Regions from separate parts of the Mus musculus genome. Here regions 1, 3 and 4 are each linked to region 2. Evidence: chromatin contacts called from public Hi-C and promoter capture Hi-C data. All regions are on one chromosome and are shown on one strand. Each heading gives the region's core, a stretch centred on a gene start, on an enhancer-like site or on the middle of the called end of the contact. The rest is flanking DNA. Distances are from core to core; before and after follow the strand shown. Region 1 holds the start of Gimap9 (GTPase, IMAP family member 9). Region 2 holds the start of Pdia4 (protein disulfide isomerase associated 4). Region 3 holds the start of Gimap8 (GTPase, IMAP family member 8). Region 4 holds the start of Rarres2 (retinoic acid receptor responder (tazarotene induced) 2).

Region 1 (5,585 bases), core at 2,014-4,513, 860 kb after region 2:
ATTTATTGCCATAGCAGAGAGTGTAGATGAAAAAGCCAAACCCCACTTTCTCAGGGTGGGCCTGAGGTTAAATACATTTTGCAGGCAGGGAGGAGTGTCTGGGAAGGAGAACTTAATTGGCTAAGCCCTTTAGGCCTTTAGGTACCTCATTAAAATGGAGAGTTGTCTTGAGGCTACTTGATCTGTGGTCACATCCTCTACCTGTGGAGGGGCTTGGGGCGTTGCCCTTACATAACTGATGGCCACAGACTTATGGAGAGCTGCAGCCTCATGTCAGGAGCCTGGTATCTAGGAGCGTGGCAAAATGCTTACTGTTCCTTGCAGGACTATCCCTGTGGAGTCACTGGGGTTTTAAACCTAGCTCAACCAGAAAACAGGCTGCCTTTCATGGTCCCACACCTTTCCAAACATCATATGTTCTCTCAAGTGCTCACTCTTAGCAAAATATCACATGCCCTTTTTCTAGGCAGCTTCCAGAAAACCACCATGTTTCTGTTCTCAGCAAAAACATCCTCTCGTGAGACAATTTCTAGAAAAACATCATATGGCACAACTGAGTCTCCAAAGAAACCAGAAATTTCCACTTCACATATGGCAAGAGTATATTTACTTTTGTAAGATGCTAGCAGCCTGTCTTCTGAAGTGCCTGTACCATTCCACATTCCTATCAGTAACCAATTAAGGTTCCCATTCTTCCGTATCTGTGCCAGCGTTTGAAGCCATCAGTGTCCGAACTTTGGCTGTTCTGGGAGGTGTATACTGGTGTTTTGTTTTATGTCTCCTTGATGACATATATTTGGGAGTGTTTCTCCATATAAAACATTAGCTATCTATGTGATCTTTCTGCGTGAGGTTGTACTAAGTCCTTTGTCCTGTTTTTATTGGGTTGTTTGTTTCCTTATTATTGGGACTTAGGAATTATTCATATATGGTTCTGGCATAAACACAGAAACAAAAGTCAACATTCTTCTGTGTTCTTTTGAACATAGGACCGAGAAATAAATGTGCAGTTATAGCCATCTGATTTCCAATAAAGCTACTAGAGAGACATGTTGGAGAACAGGCAGCCTTTTAGCAAATGGTGTTTGAGAACCTGGGTATCGCATGCAGAAAACTGAGACAAGGTTCCACATCCTTCACCTCAGACAAAAATTAATTACAACCGAATGAGAAATCTTCATGTAAAGTCTAAAAGCTTGGAATTAGTAGAGGGGACATAAGGAAAATAGTTGAAGATCTAGGCTTCTTTGTATGTTCAGTATCACTCTAGACATGAACAAAAATATTTTTGAAGCCTGGTGTGGCACTTCATTGTAATTGTTTTTATGTCAACTTGCCCCAAAATAGGGCTACCTGAGTAGGGAGCCTCACCTGGAGAGCTGTCCTGACTGCCTTGGTTTATTTCGGGGCCCACTAACTGGTAGCGGGCCCGAGGGAAAGGGTGTGGAGAAGGAGGCTCATTTCCTTCTTTGCTCCCTAGGTCTCCCTCCTGCAGACTTGTACTGTAGCTGGTGCTGATTCCTTTACTGATATCAGAATCAGCATTTTCAAGTTTTCACTGAGGGCTATAGGGCTCTTACGCACCAGCTGTAGTCTCAGGACTCGCACTATATTGGAGGATAGCTCATTTATTGACTTAACAGGGCTAGCTTATATAGCTCAGTGAGGGAGGGGAGGACAAAAGAACAAGGGAGGAGCCGGGCATGGTGGCGCACGCCTTTAATCAAAGCACTCGGGAGGCAGAGGCAGGCGGATTTCTGAGTTTGAGGCCAGCCTGGTCTACAAAGTGTTCCAGGACAGCCAGGGCTATACAGAGAAACCCTGTCTCAAAAAACCAAAAAAAAAAAAAAAAAAAAAAAAAAAAAGAACAAGGGAGGAAACACCTAATTTGCATATGCAGACTTGACTGAAGTCAGGCAAATGTTAAGCCAGTTCTCTGGCAGGGAATCAGAAGCTTAACTGATTCTTAACTTAAAAAGTTGAGTAGGCCCATGCCTGATTTGGGTAGGGAGCAGCCACCCTCCTGCCCAGCTCTCTGAGAGAAGTCCAGGGTATGGGCAATGCTCTACCTACCATCTCTTGTCTGCCTTGGGAACCAACAATCTTGAGACAACTCCAACTGTTGAGGTATCTAGCTTCAAGGACTGAGTAATTACCAGGTTCTCAGCTTTCAGTTCAAGGTCATCCTCCACACACTGTGAGTTCAACTGTAGGTTGGGCTACCTGAGACTGTAATTGTTAGCATTCTGTCTAAACTCCACCCCACAATTCCCTGACAACAGCCAGGTAGGCCTCACCCACTATAAAAGGGGCTGCTTGCCCCCTTCTCCCGCTCTTGCTCTTCTCTTCTTGCTATCTGCTCCCTTGTCCCTTCCCCATTCCATCCCCTCGCCCCTGCCCCGCTCTCTCCACATGCCCATGGCTGGCCTTTACTTCTGTACTCTCTAACCCCTCTGCGTTTCTCTGCTTCTTCTACCCTCTTGACTTCCCTCCCCATGCCCTGAATAAACTCTATTCTATATTATACCGTCGTGTGGCTGGTCCCTCAGGAACAAGTGATGCCTTGGAATGGGACTGCTGGGACAACTCCTCCCATACCTCACTACACCTTCCATAGAGCATATCCCTCCTTCTCTCGTTATCTTTTTATAAACACATCAGTAATCTAAAAAAAAAAAAAAAAAAAAAAAACCAAACAATAATAATAAAAAAATATTTAGAAACGTTTGGCATTATAATAGACATACAGAGAAAAGGCTTCAACTTGACAGAGCTGAAGCACCTATTAAATTACAAGAAAATATTTCTGTTTCTTTAAAAGCAAATGGTTTCTTCATTGGCTCCTGTTGTAAGCCGGCCCGCGGCCTACATGAACGGGGTGCACCTGGGAGGCAGGCTGGGGCTGAAAGAGACTTAGACTGTGAGAAAAGATAATGAAGCCAAGACAAAAATTTCTCTGATCAGGCCCGCGAGTTGAGTTTACTAAGAGAGTGTGCTTATAAGGGGGAAGGCCCATCCCCACTGCCAGTTCATTCTCCGTGCCTGGAGCCATTCTGTCAGCACGCGGTCGCCAGGAATGTCTCAGGAAGACAGGTTCAGCCTCTGAGCAGGTAGCAGAAGAGCAGGGCAGTTGTCTCTTCAAAAGGAGCCAGCCTAGTCAGAAAGTTGCACCGCAGGTGGCCCCACCTCCGAGGCAACAAGGTCTGTACCCGCCCGCTTCAGGCTGGGGGGGGGGGGGGGGGAAGCTACAATTGGCTCCACCCATAGAACTTCCTGTCAGGGAATGAGGGAAGTTTTACTTCATAGTTCAGTAGAAAACTTGAACCAGGTCAAATTGGTTCCTTGGAGAGATCCTGAACTCTCATTAACTGTTGCAGAAGAAGGTGAGTCTGGCTGGAAGAGACCTGGAGCGAGGGAGCTGTGAGAGGGAGGGCGAATGGAGCATCTATGGGGGTGGAAGTATTGTGTCTGCACAGGGAGGAAGCTGCTGGGGGGAGGGGTGGAGGCTAAGAGATATAAGGAGATGAACTGATGCGTTGCAGTGTGTCTGTGGGGAAGGTCACAGAGGGCCTGGTGCCCTTTATAGAAAGTTCTGTGTCCCCCAAGGCAGGTTCGTTAGAGTTGGGAGAGAACTCAGATCATGTTTAATTCATTTTTTCTTACCTCAATGTGCTGACTCCTCTTAATTGTACAACAGACAGATTTGCATGTGTGGCTGTGTGACCCTTGGCTTGACGGAGGGCTGCTGAAGCCACAGTGTAGTCTAGGGGCTCCGAGTCTTGTTTTGCATCTTGTCTGTTGCTTTCTCTTTATTATGTCTCTGTAGTACACTCTGAGGTGAAGTGGTGACACTTCTGCCAGTTCTTTTGTTATGCAGGATTGTTTTAACTGTCTTGGGGGTTTTGTTTCATGTTTATTAACATGATAAGTGAGCATATTTCTGGCTTCAGTGTGATATTTAACTGTAATAATTAACATATTAACTGTGTACCAGTCAAAGCAGGGGAGATGAACAATTCCTCTCTCTCCCTCTCTCTCTCTCTCCCTCCCTCCCTTCCTCCCCCCTCCCCCCTCCCCCTCCCCCTCTCTCTTTGGTCTGAGATAGGGGTTCTCTGTATAGCCTTGCCTGTCCTGAAACTCACTCTATAGACCAGGCTGGCCTTGAACTCACTGAGATCCTACCTGCCCCTGCCTTCCTTACACTTTCTTTATGTTTGAGTCCTTGAATGCCTCTCCTAGGTCGTCATAAAATATATAGTAAGCTGTTGACCTCTATAGTCATCCTGGGCTTTCAGGTATTTGGCACAGTAACGATTTGGGCGCACTCATTTCCCAGACCTGGCATTGGGCATGAGCCAGGAACATCTGTTCCAATATTGGCATGAAGGCGGTAGCAGGACTAGAGACAGCCTGTCCATGCCATCAGGAACAGCCTAAATGATATCCAGATCATCAGCCTTTTAAAACTATAGAACACTGCAAAATTTCAGGAGAAAAGGAAAAAAAGAAAGGATCGGGAGTGCTTTCCATTTGTCTAATAGGTAATTTTCCTCTCTTCTCCTTCCTTAAGATCTGTGCATTCAGATCTTTAGAGTCAGCTTGCCTTGACATGGCTGGCCAGGGAGACACTGAAGTGAGGATCATTCTGGTAGGGAAGACTGGAAATGGGAAGAGTGCTACAGCCAACACCATCCTCGGGAGACGTCAATTTGATTCTAAGATTTGTGCCAATGCTGTTACCAAGACCTGCCAGAGAGCATACAGGGAGTGGAAGGGGAAAAACCTTGTTGTAGTCGACACTCCTGGGCTCTTTGACACCAAGGAGACCATGAAAACCACATGTTTCGAGATCAGCCGCTGCGTTCTCTACTCCTGCCCTGGGCCTCACGCCATTATTCTGGTTTTGCGACTGGACCGTTACACTGAAGAAGAGCAGAAAACGGTCGCTCTGATCAAGGGTCTTTTTGGGGAGGCAGCCCTGAAGTACATGATCATCTTGTTTACTCACAAAGAAGACCTTGAGGATCAGAGCCTTGATAATTTTGTAAGTGATGCGGGTGAAAAGCTCAATAATATTATCTCCCAGTGTGGGAAGCGTTACTTGGCCTTTAATAACAAAGCAGCTCTGGATGAGCAAGAAAATCAAGTGCAGCAGCTGATAGAACTGACAGAGAAAATGGTGGCCCAAAATGGCGGATCCTACTTTTCTGACAAGATATATAAGGACATAGATAGCAGGCTGAACCATTGTCTAGAGGAACTGAAGGAGACTTATGCTCAGCAACTCACTAGTGAAATCGAAAGAATAGAAAAGGAATATGCTGCTAAATTAGAAAAAGGAAAGGCGGCACAAATTGTTTTTGCACAGAGAAATCATGATGAAAAATTAAGAAATTTGAAGGAAAAGGCTGAAGAGACTGTATTTATGTATATTTTCCAAAAGATAAAAGAAATTCTTTCAAAACTTTGGGACGAGTTGTGGTAAATTTTATTTATTTATTTTTATTAACGACATTTGTTTTTGACAATTTCATACAAGCACACATATAATGTGTTCTGAATATATTAATGACTTGCTTGGTGCT
Region 2 (5,561 bases), core at 244-2,743:
CAGAGGCAGGCAGAGCTCTTGAGCTCAAGGCCAGCCTGGTCTACATGATGAGCTCCAAGCTACATAATGAGACCCCCATCTTGAACAAACAAACATACATCACCCTAAAACTGACCACTGTCTCACAACCGTGTAGTTTTTAACACGTTCTTAAAGCATACACCAAACTACACTGGTTCTCAAACTTTCATGTGTCCCCCACAAAGCCTATTCTGCTTTGAAAAGTGAAAAATTTGCTTAAAATGAAGACTCTGCCCTCTTTCTGTTTCAATGTATTTTGGGTCTCTATAAGAAATGAGCCCTCAGTCAGTTTGGACAAAAGTGCCAAGATATACTCATAGGTAGGACGGATAGTTGGCCCCTTTCAGCAGTCTCTTCATTTCTACTCTTTCCTACCTGGGCAAAGACTCATAAATCAATGATCCACAGGAATCTTACTCAACCTAGGAGTATAAAGTTCACATTCCCCCTCCACACTAAACTTTAAAAATGGGGTTTGTTTATATTAGACTAAACCTAGTAGGCAACAAGTTAGTGGTTAGAAGGGAAAGGTGTCGATCAGACCCGTTCTCTAGGAACAACGTTAACTAGTACTTCCTATTTTCAAAGTTTTTATGTTTTCGGTAGAGGATTTCGAAGAAAGGGTGCGGGCATAACGTCTATGAGTTACACATACTGTTCCTACTAGAATACATGCACCACCAGCCTCGACTTTCAAAACACAGTGCAGCGACTGGCAAAAAAAGGCGCTGAATAAAATGCTTGTATACGGCAGCTCCAGTTTCCATAAAAGACGAAAACAAAGCCTGAGTTATTTCTACTTCTTGATATAGATGCCCAGTATCTGCGACTGCCTCTTCCAGGTCCTACTAGCGGCCATCCCGCCTCCGTTTTCTAAAACCGGTTTTGGAAACGAGAGTATTCTCCAGAAAATTTTACTCAACAAAGGGGCAAATCTCAGTAGTGAGGGTAAAGAGACGAGCTGCGAACCAGGCACTCGGCACGTCCCTCCGTGTCCTAGTCTCAGGTAGGAACTAAAGAGGCCCACACCCCTAGATTCGGCCCTACACTGAAACTCCATTAAGTTCGTTGCTACCGGGTCACTAATTCCGCAGGGGTGTGAGCGAAGCACCCTGTCAGGCCCCAGCAAGGTTTGCAACCCACGCGAGCTGCTCCTCCGACCCGCCCTCCCGCTCACCTTCGTGTGCATCTCCGGCGCTCGCAGCAGCCAGCAGCTGTGTCAGCGCCAAGAGCAGGACCAACAGCCAAGCTTTCCGGAGCTTCATGATTGGGTGCAGAGCTGGGCCTGCAGACACCGGCCACCGCAGAGCACTCGCCGACCTCCCGAGCGACGCCGGAGCGCACCAAAGCCTCCAGGAAGTTCAGGCCGGTGATTGGTTGGAGGTAAGGAAGCCGCGGCCCGTCCAATCCCCGCACGAATCAGGGCGAGAGCCGTGGCGCCCCGCCTACACCGCCCCGCCCCGCTGCCTGAGCCCTCCGCGCGGGCGCGCCCCTCAGCTCCGCGTTTAAAACTCCGAGCCCTAGTGTGAGGTGCCCCCTTCTGATTGGCTGTGCCGCGACCACCAATCACGGGCTGCCACTCGGTTTGCTTGGAGCGCCCAGGTCCGGAAAGAGTGCGGGGGAGAACAAAGGCAACCAGCCCTGCACAGGGAGGCGGGGCTTGAGCACTCCGAGGGGAGGGATTGGTTGGGAGGTCAGCTCCCTTTGGCCAAGCTTGGCAGGAAGAACACGTGTAAGAAACTCAAGGAAATGGTGGGGTGCATGTGTAGGCTCGTCCGTCTGAGGCTGTCCTTGTGCAGGAAACTAAAGAGGACAGAACTTTTGGGAAAAAGTGAGATCAGAGATCCCGCCTCTGTTCCCCTGTTCTTTGGCTTCTTGTTTTTTCTGTTGAGCATATAAAAGTTTGAGTTTCTTTCCTAGATACTAGGTTCGGAGAGGTATATGAAATAGATTAGTTGTTTCAGAGCTGGGTGGGCTGACTCCAGGTCTGTGGAGGCAGAGACCCATGACTTTTAGTGATATCCTGTCGCAAAAAAAAAAAAAAAAGAAAGAAAGGAAAGAAAGAAAGAAAGAAAGAAAAGAAAAATTACAACTTGGACTCCATGACTAAGTCTATAAGTCAGAGTCTTGTCTGAACGTTGCCTTGTATTATGATTTTTCTGAAGAGAGAGAGAGAGATAACCAATCTAGTGATTTAGATCTAGAAATAACCGTGAGTGTTTTGGAAAAGAAACTAGGTTTGCATGTCAGAAAAGAAAGCTGTACTGGCATTAGGGTTAGCACCTGTGGATTAACATATGATATGACGTAGAAGACAAATGAGGCTAAATAAATAAATCTTAGAGAGTCCTGCAATATTTTCTGATGTATACAGGAGGAGAAAATGAGCTGTATTTATCACTACTCCCCTGGGTTGTCATTTTAGCACTATTAGGCTAGGTTCCTAGGCCAATTTGAATATGTGTTTTCCTTTACTCCTGCAGATCTCTCTCTAGAGAAGTAGTCCATTGGGATTGTCTATCTACTAGTGTATCTGTGACAATTCCTGCATGCATGTCCACAGCCAGAAGTTCAGATTATATGTTTTGAAAACTAAATTAAGACTAGACAGGCACACAACCTACATGCTCTGGATTCATGAGGTTTATGATTGATTCTATCTAGGTTAAACCACAAGAGATTACTGCAGTCTCTTGTGTTTTCTGTAGAACTCAGTGATGGTTCTACCTTTTTTATTATTCTGATATAATTCTTTTCTGTAGTTTCAACTACTTTGGAGTCTAAAGCAGATCATTTTAGCCCAGAAATTCAAAGCTAAACTGGACAAGAGAGTAATGCCTCGTCTCAAAACAAACAAAACCAGATACACACAAACCTATGACCTCTCCTCCAACATAAAACAAAAATAGCTCCATTTCTTTTAACTTTTATTATTTTATCTGTAAGAGTGTTTATGTGTATATACATGCCTGATGTATTCAGAGGTCAGAAGAGGGCATCAGATTTTCTGGAGCTAAAAAGTGGGTGCTCTAGACTCTCACGTGTGTTTGTTTTGTTTGTTGTTTGTTTTTTGGGGTCTTGTTTGGTTTTATGTTTGTTTGATTTTGCTTTTTGGTTTTGTTATTGGTGGTAGTGGTGGTGGTTATTTGGTTTTGATTTTCTTTTTTTTTTTTTTTCTTTTTTCTTTTTTTTTTCTTTTTTCTTTTTTTTTTTTTTTACAAGAGCACAAATCTACTTTTATTTATTTACTCTCCATTAGTTTAAATCTGGGATGGGTACAGCATCACACGGATTCTGTGTCCAATGGCCTTTGCAGGAAGGTGGCTTCGGAATTTGGCACGAACCATACAGCTGTTTCCGTGGGCCCGAGTGACTTTTCCCCAGATCACTCTGGTTTTGTTTGGTTTACCTCCAGGAGTTGCTGTATTGTGTTTTGCTTTATACACATAAGCACATCTTTTGCCTAAGTAGAACTCCTTTTCATCTCGGGCATAAACGCCTTCAATTTTAAGAAGAGCCGTGTGCTCTCTTTGGTTCCGGAGACCTCGCTTGTAGCCAGCAAAAATGGCCTTGCACCACAGCCTTCCAGACATATTTGCTGTTAGAAGTCCTGTTCCCAGCAGGCCTCCACAGGTGCCAAGATGGCGGAAAGAGTGGTTTTGATTTTCAAGACAGGATGTCTCTATGTAGCCTTGACTGTCCTGAAACTCACTCCGTAGATCAGGCTGGCCTGGAACTTAGGGATCTACCTGCTTCTGCCTCCAAGTGCTGAGATTAAAGGTATGTGTCACCAGACCCAGTTTTAGCCCCTCATTTTTATTTTTATCTTGTTTTACGTGCATAGGAGTTTTACTTGCATGTATGTCTATGCACTACTTACATGCCTGGTTACTTGAGGACGCCAGAAGAAAGGGTTAGAACTCCCATAACTGGAGTTACAGGTGGGTATGTCCCATTATGTGGGTGCGGCAAATCAAACTGAGGTCTTCTGGAAGAATAGCTGACCAACCTCCCTTAGCTCTCCACTTTTATTTTTAAAGTATGTGTTATGTGGGTGTTGGGTGTGTGCATGTGAGTGCGGGTGCCTGTAAAGGTCAGAAAAGGACACTGGGTCCATTAGAGCTATCGTTATAGGTCTCCTGAGTCATCTGACATGGCTGTTATAAACTGAACTCAGGTCCTTTGCAAGAGCAGTAAATGGTCTTAACCTCTGAGCTCTACCTCTGAGCTAAATCCCCAACTTGAATTACACACCCTTAACCACTGAGCCATCTCCCCAACCCCAGGTTTTGTTTGTTTGGGTTTTGGTTTTTTGTTTGTTTTTAGACAAGGTTGCACAACATAACTCTGGCTGGCCTTGAACTCCTAGAAATCAGCAAGCCTCTGCCCTCAGAGAACTGGGATTAAAGGATGGGCCACTAGGCCTGACCCCACTTTTTTTTTTTTATCTTACACTTGTAACATATCATGGAAGTTAGCTTTTCTTGGCCTCTTAGAATTGTAATTGCAAACTGAAATGCGCTCTGGACACACCTTCAGAACTAGCTGCTTAGAAGCTGTGTGTGCCTGCCTACTGTGTTCTCTTTCTTCATACTCAGAGTCTGTGTTCATGGTTTAGAATAGAATGTTTCAATAGATGCCACTGTAACTGCAGTTCCCTGTAGCTAAATACTGACTGTCTTTGATGTTGTAGGGCAAGAGTCCCATTTAGGTTTGCCCAGCTACTTACTGTAACACAGGGCTGGCAACCTGATCGGTTTTTGCAGAGGGTTGCTCTTGATAAGCTGTTTCTAAGTTCATAGAAATAAATAGTTGGCTCAGTAATTTCCTTTTTATGCCAAAGGTACTAGCCTCTAATGTTTTTCAATTTAAGGATTATGCTCCTTAAGTTTCATTGTTATTAATCCCAGAGTATTCTAACTATTTGGTATTGTTACTAAAAAGACAAGCACTATTGGAAGTTGTAGAAATGAAGCATTGAAATATAGATGAAACATAGCATACTTTCATATTAAAAACAAAAGAATTATGAAATTTTAAGTACACTCTGGAGTCGGACTGCATGACACTGAGTTTAGACTCAACCACTTCATTTTGCTCTTTTGGTATCTATTAAAAAACCTGTATGCCAAGTAGTTTTCAGGGTACAATATTATATATGTTTAATAATAGGGCTGGCTCAATAGAGATGGCTCAGTGGTTAAGAGCACTGACTGCTCTTCTGAAGGTCCTGAGTTCAAATCCCACAACCACATGGTGGCTCACAACCACCTGCAATGAGATCTGACGCCCTCTTTTGCCACGTCTGAAGACAACTACAATGTACTTATGTATAATAATAAATAAATCTTTGGGACAGAGCGAGCAGGACTTACTGGAGCGAGCTGGGTTGACCAGAACAAGCAGTTAGAGAGATGGTTCAATGGTTAAGGGTGTGTAATTCAAGTTGGGGATTTAGCTCAGAGGTAGAGCTCTTGTCCAGTGTGTGATGCTCTTGTGGAGGAGCTGAATTCTAGTTCTAGCACTCACAGAGGGTAACT
Region 3 (5,855 bases), core at 2,888-5,387, 830 kb after region 2:
TCAGACAGGAGCCTGTGGCAGCCATTCTTATTCAAGCCACCACACATCCACTCTGCAATTGTAAGCCAAATAAACACTTCCTTTTCTGAGTTGCTTTGGTATGGTATTTTTTTATCACACCAACAGAAAATTAAATAATACAGTCTTTAAATCTCGTTTTCTTCTGGCCAGTTTGATTACATAGCCATGATCTCATACAGAGTAGCGAGCTATAAATCTAGAAGAGTTTAGTCCTCTGTATCTAATTCTTATTTTATTTAAGGATAATGGTTTGATCTGTCATTTTATTTTGGTATTTCACCAGATTCCAGTTTGGGGACATAAATGGACAAGCACATTATAGAAGAAACTGGAAAACAAAACAGCCTCTCTTTGAATTCTCTTCCAACAGAATGCGTCGTTCCCCCATGTACAGTTATTACTTATGACAGGGGTAGAAAAAAGAGAGAGCAGTTCTGTGAGAAGTCAGGGTTCCACTGATTAAAATGTTAGGTGTCATTTTTTTTTTTTTTTGGAGAGTGAAATGGGACTCTGGTAGGAGTCATTTTCTGTTACTGTCTGCCATGGGACACTTCTGGGGAGACAAATATCTACTTTCACATAGGAAGCTGACTAACTGACCACAGCAAGGATGCCACCAGAGTCCAGTTGGGTGAACCAGTGAGTTTTATTGGGATTGCTTATAGGCATATGGATAAGGGGTTACTTACAGGATCAAAAGTGACTCAAAGACAACTGCATCCCCAAAGCCCACCCGCTGGAGAAAACTGGAACCCGGAGCTTACTGCCCAGCCTGCAGCCTCTTCCAGGTGGCTTGGTTAATCTGAACCTCTCTGCTAGGCAGCCCAGCTTGTCTGAAAATTGTCATGCATTCTTGAATATTTATAGGCCACTAGCATCAAAGTCTTTTTGAGAGTGGAGAAACTTTATCATGAAATCATACCACTTAACATATATTTTACTATGGCATACAGAACATATATATTGATAACAAGCACATAAAATTAGGGCTGATAAGATGGCTCAGTGGGTTAAGGCATTTTTGTTGTCAACCTGAGTTCAATTCCCAGAGCCCACGTGGCAAGAGAGAACCAAATCCTTCAGGTTGTCTTCTGAACTCAGTATTCATGTGTGCTTCCCACATGCTAAGTAAAATAGATACTTAAAACCCAAGTCAGTCATGGATACAGGCTAGCCCCTGCAACCCCCCCACACACAAACGACATATAAGCAATTACATGGGGTGAACACTATTGAACAATGTAAGAAGAAACCCAAAGAACATACAGGTTGACTACATTTAATAAGCATATATGCTTAGCAGAATCAAGATAGAAAATTTGTACCTTGACAACACAGAGCTTAACCCAGGTATTCAGAACAGCTGGGCGAAGGCAAAGGGTTGGTTGTTGACAGGTTAATGAAGTGAACTGGTTAGTGTTAACTAGAGGTGGGGCTCACTTATGCTGGGGGAGAGGCTTGGCAGTTTTTTAAGATCAGTGTCTGGAGACTAAACATAGGCCAATTCTAGAGATCAGTTATAGGGAATAAAAGGACACACATTGCATTATGGGTTCAACCAGAGGCCAACATTTACCCTGAATGCTGGCACTTGGAGGGAAAGAAGAGCCAACTGTACCCCATTAACTCAAGTTGCACCTTTTTTCTGGGTTCCCCCAAGGAAAGGAAGCTTCCCTGACCGCGGGGATGCAATGGTCCCAGTCTTCACTTAAAGCTATCTAGTTGGTTATACTGAACTGACCCAGAAAAGATGCTCACAAACCAAAACTCGCCATAAATCAGGAGAGAGAGAGAGAGAGAGAGAGAGAGAGAGAGAGAGAGAAGAAGAAGAAGAAGAAGAAGAAGAAGAAGAAGAAGAAGAAGGAGGAGGAGGAGGAGGAGGAGGAGGAGGAGGAGGAGGTGGAGGAGGACTTGCCACCACTCTGGAAAAGTAAAACTTTACTTCCTCTGGTAGGTCCGGTGCATAAGAAAGCCTGGCAGAATGGAAAGTGTCAGGGTGAACATCATAGCCACATGCTCTGCTCCTGCCATTCTCAAAAGCAGCACTGAGCACCAGGACAGGAACAGGAGCGGGCAGAAAAGGAGATCTTCAGAGCACTCCAGAAAACTTTCCCTGAATGTCTTCACACCACACACCAAAAGCGAGAAACCTCCCAGGGGGAAACGTAGCTCCTGACCCTTCCAGATTACAGTGCGCTATCATCCTCCTCACTCACAGGTTCCATCAAATGTAGCCTCCGCTACTGTCTGTCAACTGCAGAAGGGAAGTGGGGGTTTCCACAGCACATATTCTCCCTTGCTCCCACGGCTCGCCAACATACCACGGTGCTCACACCCCATAGGTAGTTTCACTGTGGCAGGCTCCGCGGCTTCCCTGACTTGAGACTGTGGGATCCTTGCAAATGTTCCCTCTTCTTTTTTGTTTGTGTTTGGAGACATAGTTTCACTATGTAGCTCCGGCTGGCCTGGACCTCACAGAGCTTCACCTGCCTCTGCCTCCCAAGTGCTGGTCTTAAAGTGCGTGACGCACAGATTAGCCTCTGTGTCTAACACAATTCATGGCCGTCGTAGACTCCTCCTTGCATGACCGCATCTTTCTCCTTATGCAATTTCTGTTAGTTTATAGTCCCACTTTGTCCTGTCCCTACTGAGAGCTAGGAGAGTCAGCAGGGACCTTTCAGGTTCTCATTTGCTCCATGTGTCGTTACACACGGCCACTAGAGGGCAGGAGACCCCATCCTTCCTTAGAGCCAAACCAGAAAGGCCGCAGAGCAAAATCATTCAGCAAACCAATCGTCGACCTGCTAAGTCACGAAGAAGTTGTGAGAAGCTTTAATTTCACTTTAAGCACTCTTCCAAAGCTTATTATTTCATTTAGGACGCCTGCCCTTCCCCCCGACCCGCCCCCAAGTCCATGGCTTCTCAGTTTTGGAGCAGCAAGAGCTTGCTAGCCCTTAGCTCAGCCTCACAGGCACCTGTATATCCTAGTCTATAGTTTTCACCTCAACATTTTAATTAGATGGTATTCTATGCACTGACCTGGTGCCCAGGGGAGGTGGGGACTGTTCTATGAGTGGACCTTCTTTATTAAGGTGAGGTGAGTGAATGGGAGGGGGAGGGGGATAGGGCAGTTTTCTTTGCCAGTGTATGAGTCTGTATGTGCCCTGTTCCCCAAATCCTTCAGGATCCTTATAGCATAAGCACACGTCACTTTAGACTTCTAACAAGGAAACCATGCTGTTCTCAGTGTGCCCCTTGCTTAGGAAGTACAGATCAGATTAGGTCGCTGGGACACAGTGAGTTCTGTGAGTCATATGAAAACTCAGGTTCAAACATTTCTGTGTTTTGCTAGCTGGGGGAAAGCTTTTTCTCATCTATGAGGGAGCACTTTATTCTGGGAGAAAGCAAATGGTTCCTTTGTAGTTTTATCTACATTGTGTGATCAGTCCAGGCTGAGGGAGACGGTGGTGGGGATGAGCCAAGAGGAAAGTCTGCTGGGTTTTACTCCCAAACTGACTTCATCAAAAACTTCCGATTTTGGTCTTTGCAAAGAATAGACCTGATCTAGTTTGCTTTTCTGTTGCTGCGATAAACATCAAGACCAAAAGCAACTTGAGGAGGAAAAGGTTGATTTCAGTCTACAAGTGATAATCTGCAGGAGAGAGGCCAGGGCAGGAGCTCCAGGCAGGAACCTGGAGACAGGAGCTAAAGCCGAGACCATGAAGGAATGCTGCTTACCTTTCCCTCTGGCTTGCTCAGCTGCCTTTCTTACACAGCTCGGGCCACCTGCCGAGGGATGACACAGGCCACCCTGACGGACTCTAATATAAATCAGCAATTAAGAAAATGGCTCTCAGGCATGGCCACAGGCCAGTCTGTTATAGGCAATCATTCAGTCGTGTTTTTTTTGTTTTTTTTTTTTTTCTACCCAGATGACTCTAGGTCTGTGTTACATTCATAGCTGAAGCTTACTAGGACAAGACCCAAGTAGGCCTTTCTGTTACCATCTTTGTCTGTAGCAGTGTGAATGACTGTGCTCCCACAGCCACATGGTGGCACCCAAGGGCATCTCCAGAAGACCTGTGCCTTTGTGTTCACACCGGCCCCTCCCTAAGCCCCTTCCGTGTTCATCCTATGTGCTCTGAGCTCCTTCTCAGGCTCTACTGATGTAAGACATGCTTCTAGAAACCTCTTTCTTCCTAGAAACATTTGGAAATCCTCCTGCCAGGGAGACTGGGGTGGCCTGGTAAATCTTTAACTCTCCTTGTGTGGCTCTTGGCCCTCTTTAGGATTTGCTTCCACTGACCTGAGGGCAGAGATGGCGACTTCATCCCACCAAGGAGCAGCTGCAGGAAGCCAGGCAGAGCACAGAAGCTGTGAAGCATCAGTAGGACAGGGGGAAAGACCGAGGTATGTTTCAGAGGTGTGTGTGTGTGTGGGGGGGGTCTATTATAGCTTGGGGGGGGGTGATAAGTTTAGACTGTGGAAGGCAGTCTGCCCTGTGTTGGGTTGGATTTCAAGAGCTGGAATTATGTCACTCCAACCAGATCCAGTAGGGATGTACCGTATTTTTCCCAAGAAAGAATGTGGAACAGCTGCCTGCCAGGAGGTCTGTGGGGAAAGGCTTCACACCTAAGGAGGAAGAAGAGGACAGAAGTGTGGCAGACAGGGAGGTTCAAGATCCAGCAGGGAGTGTCTCAGGGGTTGGACTCCCAGAAGGAAGTCACTGGTTGTCACTGGGACTGTTGGTCTCCTGGAGAAGCAGATGGCAGTATCTATGTCCTATATTCTCTCTTCGAACAATTTCCAGTCCTTTCACAGAAAGATCCAGTTAGTCATGTATTGAAGGAAGTCTTGAGTTTATGTACATTTAATCCAAACTGGCCCTCACCTGCTAACTCCTTTTCTTATGCTGACTGACTCACTGTCTAGGACTAAACGTCTTCCCCCGCTGGGCTCTGGAGGCCTCTCTGATCTCTTTTCTCTGGGACCACTTGCACCTTGATGTGGGATGAATCACAGAAGCTCCTTCCAATGGTTGAACTCGTGGTACCCTTGGGCAATATCCAGGGAAGACAGAGCGGGACTCACAGACTTACTCACTCAACTGCCAGGATAGGGTGATGATTGTCTTTTGGTGGAAACATTTTGCTCTTTGTAGCCAAGACCTCTGTGCTAACAAAGTGTAAGATCTTGGGGACTGGAAGCAAAGATTTTGCTGAGGTCAAGTAGTGTCGTTCCCATTTGATTTTTACCCATGAATTGCTGACCCATGAATCCTGCTATAGAGAGATGGCACTGTATACTTTGATATTACCAGACCCATGTATAGTCCCTATCCATGTTACTGTGGCCACTGTGATGAGATTGTTGGCTGATGATCAGGTGACTGGGGAAGAGGATGACTGGCACCAACAGAATGGGTCACCCTGTCAGCTTGATGATCAAGCTCTTCCTTTGCTGAGGTCAGTTTTTGATGGGCATTCAGAAGTTCTCTTGCTTGTCTTCCTCGCAGTCCTTCCAGACACCTCTTCCAGACCGATTTCCCAGCCATGTTGTTTCCAAATCCACACCATCCAGCCAAATGGTTGGCTGGAGCCCATGGGTTGGTAATAGTTGCACATCTGACCATTTCTTCTTTTAGTGTAATGAACAAGGTGCGCTGCTCAAAGTTCTGCCCCATGGGGAGAATATTCTTCCAACGTGTTCTCAAGAGATGCCCAAGCCTTGGCCACAGTGAGGTAGCTGTCCTCTGTTGGTGGTGCCCACATGTACAGAACCATCTGCCAAACAGGTCGTCCTTTTCTCTGTCGACTGGTTGCAAGGGACTCACC
Region 4 (6,006 bases), core at 3,015-5,514, 760 kb after region 2:
CCTGCAGAGCCTCAATGCTGCTGGTAACCTGCTGACCACTCCTGGTCAGCTGCAGTGTCTGGCTGGGTTGCAGGCCCTGGAGCACCTGAGGCTCCGGGACCCTTTGGCCCGGCTCAGCAACCCGCTCTGTGCAAATGCTTCCTACTGGGCTGTGGTCCAAGAGCTACTGCCTGGCCTCAAAGTCATAGATGGGGAACGAGTGAGTGGGCGGGGCAGTGAGCTGTACCAGTTATGCCGGGACCTGGACAGTTCCTTGCGCTCCGGCTCCAGCCCAGGGCCCAGAGCCATCGAGGCCCAGCCATGGGTAGAGCCCGGCTACTGGGAGTCCTGGCCCATCCGGAGCAGCTCCATTCTGGAGGAGGCCTGCCGACAGTTCCAGGACACACTGCAGGAATGCCTTGACCTGGATCGTCAGGCCAGCGATAGCTTGGCCCAGGCCCAGCAGGCTCTCAGCCCTGCAGAAACCACCTCTTCCTTTGTCTTCTGAATGCAACTCATAGCCAAGGTGGTCTGATCGTAGACATTCCTTCCCTGCCCCATGCGCTTGCCTCTCTCTCTCTCTCTCTCTCTCTCTCTCTCTCTCTCTCTCTCTCTCTCTCTCTTTCTCTCTCTCTCTCTCTCTCTCTCTCTGTCTATTTATATCTGGTCACTGACCCTGCTTACTAGGTTGTTCATTCATCCGTTTCTTGAGAGCTCCTAACTCCTGCATCTCCTCAAGGGTGTTTCCTCCCTCCTCCCACAGCCTCAAGGACACACTTTCCAGATCGCCTCTAGAAGGGAGAGGAGATCCCGTCACTATCTGGCAAATGCACCATGCGGCCAGGCTGCAGGGGCTCTGGGCATGCTGTGCCTGAGCTCCCTCAAATGCCCAACCTAAGGCTTTGTGGGTAAGATTACTTGCCACCTGCTTACTCTTATGAAATAGTCCAGTGCTCATATTATCACTTGTCTCGTCTCCAGCAAATACGAGGGGGCTTCTGAACCTCTGCTTTGGTCCTGTGGAAGGCTCCTACACTTGCCCTACCTGCTGCTTCCTGGTACTAGGCAGGAAGTGTGGACACACACACACACACACACACACACACACACACACACACACAGAGTCTTTTTGAGCTTCCCTTATATGTACAGGTTGAGCTGAGGGAGAACAACACAAGGTTGGAAAGGAACAGACTCAGCAATTTTATTAGCCTGGAGTTGAAAGTCTCTGGGAGACGATATGCTCCTGCTGGGTGCTGCCACAGCTGTACAGGGAGTAAGGTGAAGTCCTAGAGAAGAAGGGAAAACCAGGTTGGGGGTGCGGGAGACTGTTTGGGTCAGATTCTAGCTTTTGTCACGTTTCACAAGTCCTTTCTCAACCCAATTTCCATGCCAAGGGCTGGCTCTCCCCATTAACCACTTACCTGTCTAGGGCTTATTTGGTTCTCAGGGCCCTGGAGAAGGCAAACTGTCCAGGTAGGAAGTAGCCGTGGGGGTCTTCGCCAGCCTGTGCTATCTTAATGCATTGCAACTCCTGAGGATCCTGCTAGAACCAGTGTTTGCTGCAGCAGTTCTAGGAAGGGAGGCACCGCCACAACCCCCAGGGGAATGTCCCGAGGTGGGGGTGGGGGGACCCAGCTCTTCTTTTCAGGTTTCCTGTTCTTCTCCCATAGACCCAGATTTGATCTGTCCCTCCAGGCTTCTCCCTAACCTCGTTTCCTTCTTACCTGAGGCCCTTGCTTCAGAATTGGGCAGTGGACTATCCGGCCTAGAATTTTACCCTTGGGGTCCATTTTAATGCAGGCCAGGCATTTCCGCCTTCTCTGGGGAGGAGAACAGGGATGTCAGAGTGGAGACTAGCCTCTGGCATGCTCTGGAGTGGGCGATGTAGTGATTTGAATAAGAATGTCCCCCATAGGCTGACATATTTGAAGATTTGGTCTCCAGTTGGTAGTGCTGTTTGGGGAGGTTTTGAAGGTTTGACCTTGATGGAGGAAGTACGTCAGTGGGGCAGGCTTTAAGATTTTAAAACCTCGAACCACTCCCAATTCACTCTTTCTGCGTTCTGTTTACGAGGAAGGCTGTGAGCTCTCAGCTTCCTGCTCTGGCCACCATGCCTGCTGGCATCCACATCTCCCTGCCTCCCACCATGATGGACTTTTATTCCTCTGGAACCCTAAGCCAAAATAAACCTTTCCTATTATTAGTTGGTCTTGGTCATGGTATTTTATGGCAGCAGCAGAAACATAACTACATCCAAGGGGCGAGGTGACATGCGAGCCAGATGGACATGCAGCTTACCCTGGCATAGGAGATTTTAGAAGTTCTCTTCTTTGGACAGTCTCAAGAAGTAGCCCAGACTGGTCTAGAACTTGCAGTTCACCTGCTTTAACTTCTCCTATGCTGGCATTTCAAGTGTATGCCACCCTTGGCTTGCCTGCAGACTATGGTACTTTACCTGTGCAGGTATCATTCCTGTGTGAGCATGCATATGTGTACTGCTCATGGGCAATATACCACGTGGGTGTATTCACAAGTGCCTGCGTTAATGTGCAAACATGTTTAAAGGCACGAATCTTCCCCAGATGGTGTTTGCCTGTCTCTGTTTCTCTCTGGTGTGTGTGTGTGTGTACTCACACCTGTATGCGTCTCACTTCACTCTGCTTTATTCCATTGGCAGACAATCTCTCACTGTACCTACAGTCAGGCTGGCAGCCAACAAGCCTAGGGATACTCCTCTGTAGCCACACCCAGATGTTTTCATATGGGTGCTGAGATTTAAACTCAGGTCCCCAAGCTTGCACAGCCAGGGCCCTTACCACCTTGGCCTCATATCTACATTTTTCCTTTGAGATTTATTTTGAACAAACCAAGAGTCTTGCTAAATCACCAGTATAATCCAGTCTCTTCCCTTAACCCCAGGGAGGGGACAAGGACCTTCAGTGAACCCACAAAACTGTCAGAGAACAAGAACTTTAACTCAAAAGTGCCGCACCACCAGCCCGAGGTCAGTCCATAGCAGTAGTGTCACCCTAGGGTGACTGATTACTGTGAAACCCTTCAGTGAACTGTGTGTATCGTGGCCAGAATACAGGATAAACTCCATAGAGAAGTTTCTTTAGGAGGACCCACTCTGATGGAGAAATTTCTCTCTTCCCTTCACCCTCCCCTCCTTGCAGACAGTCCCTGGTGATGGGCACAGCGCTTCCCTGGACTCTGGTTCCTTTCCTGGCAGCCTGTCCCATCAGCAAGAACCCCTTACTCACCCCGTTTGGTTTGATTGTGCACTCCGGCTTTTTCCAGTCCTTCTTGGGGCAGTTGGTCTGCTGGAGCTTAAATTCCAACCTCACAAAGGTGCCAGCTGAGAAGAGCTACAGACAGACAGACAGACAGACAGGGCAAGCAGATAATTCCTGCATGTTACTCCTTTTCTTTTCCCCAACACCTTAACTTAGAACTGGCACAGCCTAGGAGGGTGGCAGGCTGGGGACCTTTCCCAGTACAGCTTTCTGGGAATTCACTGGTCTCCAGGGCTGCAGCTCTCCACTCTCTACCCAATCACACCACTAACCACTTCTTCAGCTCTGTCCACACCGATCTCTTGGAAGGCCAACTGCACAGGTGGGTGTTTGTGGAACTCCTCCAGAGCCACCTGTAGGCTCCTGCGCTGGGTCTCGCTGAGTTCGGGCTCTGTCCCACGTGTGCCCACTGTGCCCAGCCATAGGGCTAGGGAGATCAGCAAGCACTTCATGGCTTCACCTCAGTCCTATGGTTCTGCAAAGATGGTGTGTGGGCTTTAGTTCTTGGAGCTGTGGTGGTGGTGGCCTGACCTACTCCTAGGGACAGAAGTGCCCCTTTCTGAAGTACCCCTTCCATTGGTATCCAACTAGCCCTTCCCATTCTGCAAGGCCTTGTTTCCAAAGAAACTTTGGGGCCAACAAAGTTTTAGAGTTCCCTGCCAACAGCCCCGGGAAGTAATCCTGCTGGTTATGTCCACTATAGCCTTTTTTCTGAGCCATTTTCTCCTCCTTTTGGGTCTTCCCTCCATATCCAAAATCCCCAGCCTCTTTCTGGTACCTTGAAAATGATCAGGTTTGTTGCTTTAGCGAGGCCTTTTTCTGTGTGGTCCCTGGAACAGCTCCCTGGCAGTTGTTCCCTCTCACCCTCTCATCTCCCTTTTCTCCTCTCTCTTGGTCCCCAAAGCCCCGCCTTTTCCCACTGACCCTTCTCCCAGAGTCCGGAGTTTTGGAGTTTTCTGTTTCCCAAAGTTCCCTGACCTTCCTCTTGCATTGAGCCAAAGGAGGGGGAGGGGGAGGGGGAGGGCCTGGAGCACCAAATGAGACTGCAGGCTGAATATTTTTCAGAAGACGTAAACGTGGGAGGACTGAGCAGATCCAGAGCGGGTGGGAACTGCAAGATGCTTAACCCTCCTCACACCAGGCTGCAGCTGCCATCAAGACAACTGTCCCCAGCAGTGGGTGTTTCTCCATCCCAGTCCCAACCCAGTCTTTCCTTTGCCTTTCCTTTGTCATCTCTCAACACATGACTGCCAACACTTGAGGGAGCCGTTTTTTGACAGATCCCCGCTTGACCAGGTGATCTTCCACTAGAAAGTGACAGTTGGGGAAACTGAGGCTCCTTCAGTACCAAGGTAGCAGCAGGTCTGTTGCTTCAGTTTGTCCTGTGTGTCCAGTGAGAGAGCTCCTGTGTCACTGACTGCTGCCTTCATCTGCCTACCAGACATCTATCATGTCTTTCCTGATGTCTCGGGTTTGTTCACAGCCACGTAGGCCTGGCTTTGACTGGCTGGCATCAGTCTTTTCCTTGCAGAGGCTTCAAGCAGACCCTCCCTTCTATGGACCCGTCACAACTCTCAGGCCTCCATGTATAGGCTTGCTGGGCTGGACGTGTTTCCTTAGCTGTCGTCCCGTCCACCTAGCACCTTCCGCCCGACCAGCCTACCTGACCCCTGACCCCGGCTCATTTCCCCAGCTCAGTCTCTCAGGACTTGAGCAAGTGCAGAAGCCTGATGTCACTGCTTCCTGTCTGAGGAGCTGAAAGCTTCCAGATCTCTGCTGGCCAGGTGGACCTTTTCCCTGAGGGGTGAAGGACTACGTGCTCTCTGAAGAACTTCCTTTTTGAAATGTATTTTTTAATTCTGAGTATTTATTGCCACTAAAGATAGTTTAATTTCAGTCAAAAACAACATTAAATGAATAAGCTGAAAAAAAATAAGGCCATGTTATATTAGGTTAGAAAACTAACATGGAACATAATGATTTTTAGATCTTGAAAGGGTGCTTTGAAGGTCCTACAGTCCTCCTTGTACTTTATTTTCCACTAAATTATTATTATTTATTAATTTATTATTTCATATTTTTCATTAATTCATTCACTTTACATCCCGGTTGCAGCTCCCCTCCTCACAAGCCCCTTCTCCCACTAAGTCCCTCCCCTTCTCCGCAGAGAAGGGGACTGAAGAACTTTCTTTTACAGCCTCAGTTGCCCAGGGCTGCCTTTTCTTATGCCTTTCCTGGGTGAGGAAAATCCCTAGCTGAGACTCTCCTGTCAGCAAACTCCCTCCAGAAATGCATTCTTGTTGCCCGGCCTTGTTGGCTCCATATGCTGCTTTTCTGAGCCATTCCTGAGGTCCGCATCCTAAGTGAGATGACTCCTGGTCTTCCATAGGCTTTTTGAGTATTAGGAGCCTGTGGCTGAGACAGAATGGGCTTCTGAAACCCATAAGGGGAGGCAGAGAAATGTGTCCAAATGTTGTCTCAACTTCTGGGTACCTTGAGAAAAATGGGGAAAACCTGGACGCCTGCATATCATTAATAGTCCCTGTCATTTCCTGGGATTGTTATCAGAGACCTTAGGGTCAAAGTGTGGTGTCTGGCAGGCCCAGTAAGCTAGCCTCTTGAAGTAAGCTGTAAGTCCCTAGTTACAGAGAACAATAATAGGGGAAAGCAGAAAAAGATTTACTCAAATGTGGCCATATTGGTAAGATGACAAAGGGCTACAGTAACC

What was found. Promoter capture Hi-C pulls out the DNA fragments that hold promoters and counts their contacts. Hi-C and Micro-C count contacts between places; a contact is called where the count stands out from the background.
Region 1: a Hi-C map of B cells shows a contact between it and region 2, with 9 read pairs. The contact joins the promoter of Gimap9 here to the promoter of Pdia4 in region 2. A contact is called at or near these places in 1 of 484 Hi-C or Micro-C datasets (B cells) and 1 of 115 datasets of contacts at active chromatin or transcription factors (memory CD8 T cells).
Region 3: a promoter capture Hi-C map of pre-B cells shows a contact between it and region 2, with 2.5 times the contacts expected there. The contact joins the promoter of Gimap8 here to the promoter of Pdia4 in region 2. A contact is called at or near these places in 3 of 39 promoter capture datasets (the C10 cell line, cranial neural crest and pre-B cells).
Region 4: a contact with region 2 is called in a promoter capture Hi-C map of liver, with 2.1 times the contacts expected there. The contact joins the promoter of Rarres2 here to the promoter of Pdia4 in region 2. A contact is called at or near these places in 3 of 39 promoter capture datasets (cranial neural crest, liver and maxillary cranial neural crest).

What each region holds. Positions count from the first base shown.
Region 1 is chr6:48,672,872-48,678,456 of GRCm38.p6, forward strand. It overlaps Gimap9 (GTPase, IMAP family member 9), which reads left to right and starts at 3,264. Exons shown (of 2, transcript NM_174960.2): 1 at 3,264-3,383; 2 at 4,571-5,585. The coding sequence starts at 4,610. The coding sequence ends at 5,485. Gm46958 (a long non-coding RNA gene) reads right to left here and starts at 3,938. Exons shown (of 2, transcript XR_001785233.2): 1 at 3,664-3,938; 2 at 2,961-3,153.
Region 2 is chr6:47,812,019-47,817,579 of GRCm38.p6, forward strand. It overlaps Pdia4 (protein disulfide isomerase associated 4), which reads right to left and starts at 1,494. Exons shown (of 10, transcript NM_009787.2): 1 at 1,199-1,494. The coding sequence starts at 1,286. It also overlaps the pseudogene Rpl35a-ps7 and a transcript of Zfp786 not described here.
Region 3 is chr6:48,643,097-48,648,951 of GRCm38.p6, forward strand. Gimap8 (GTPase, IMAP family member 8) reads left to right here and starts at 4,138. Exons shown (of 6, transcript NM_001077410.1): 1 at 4,138-4,189; 2 at 4,311-4,431. The coding sequence starts at 4,340.
Region 4 is chr6:48,568,538-48,574,543 of GRCm38.p6, forward strand. Rarres2 (retinoic acid receptor responder (tazarotene induced) 2) reads right to left here and starts at 4,265. Exons shown (of 6, transcript NM_027852.3): 1 at 4,057-4,265; 2 at 3,551-3,753; 3 at 3,246-3,350; 4 at 1,707-1,802; 5 at 1,404-1,522; 6 at 1,159-1,268. The coding sequence starts at 3,730. The coding sequence ends at 1,415. It overlaps Lrrc61 (leucine rich repeat containing 61), which reads left to right. Exons shown (of 3, transcript NM_177736.3): 3 at 1-2,185. The coding sequence ends at 487.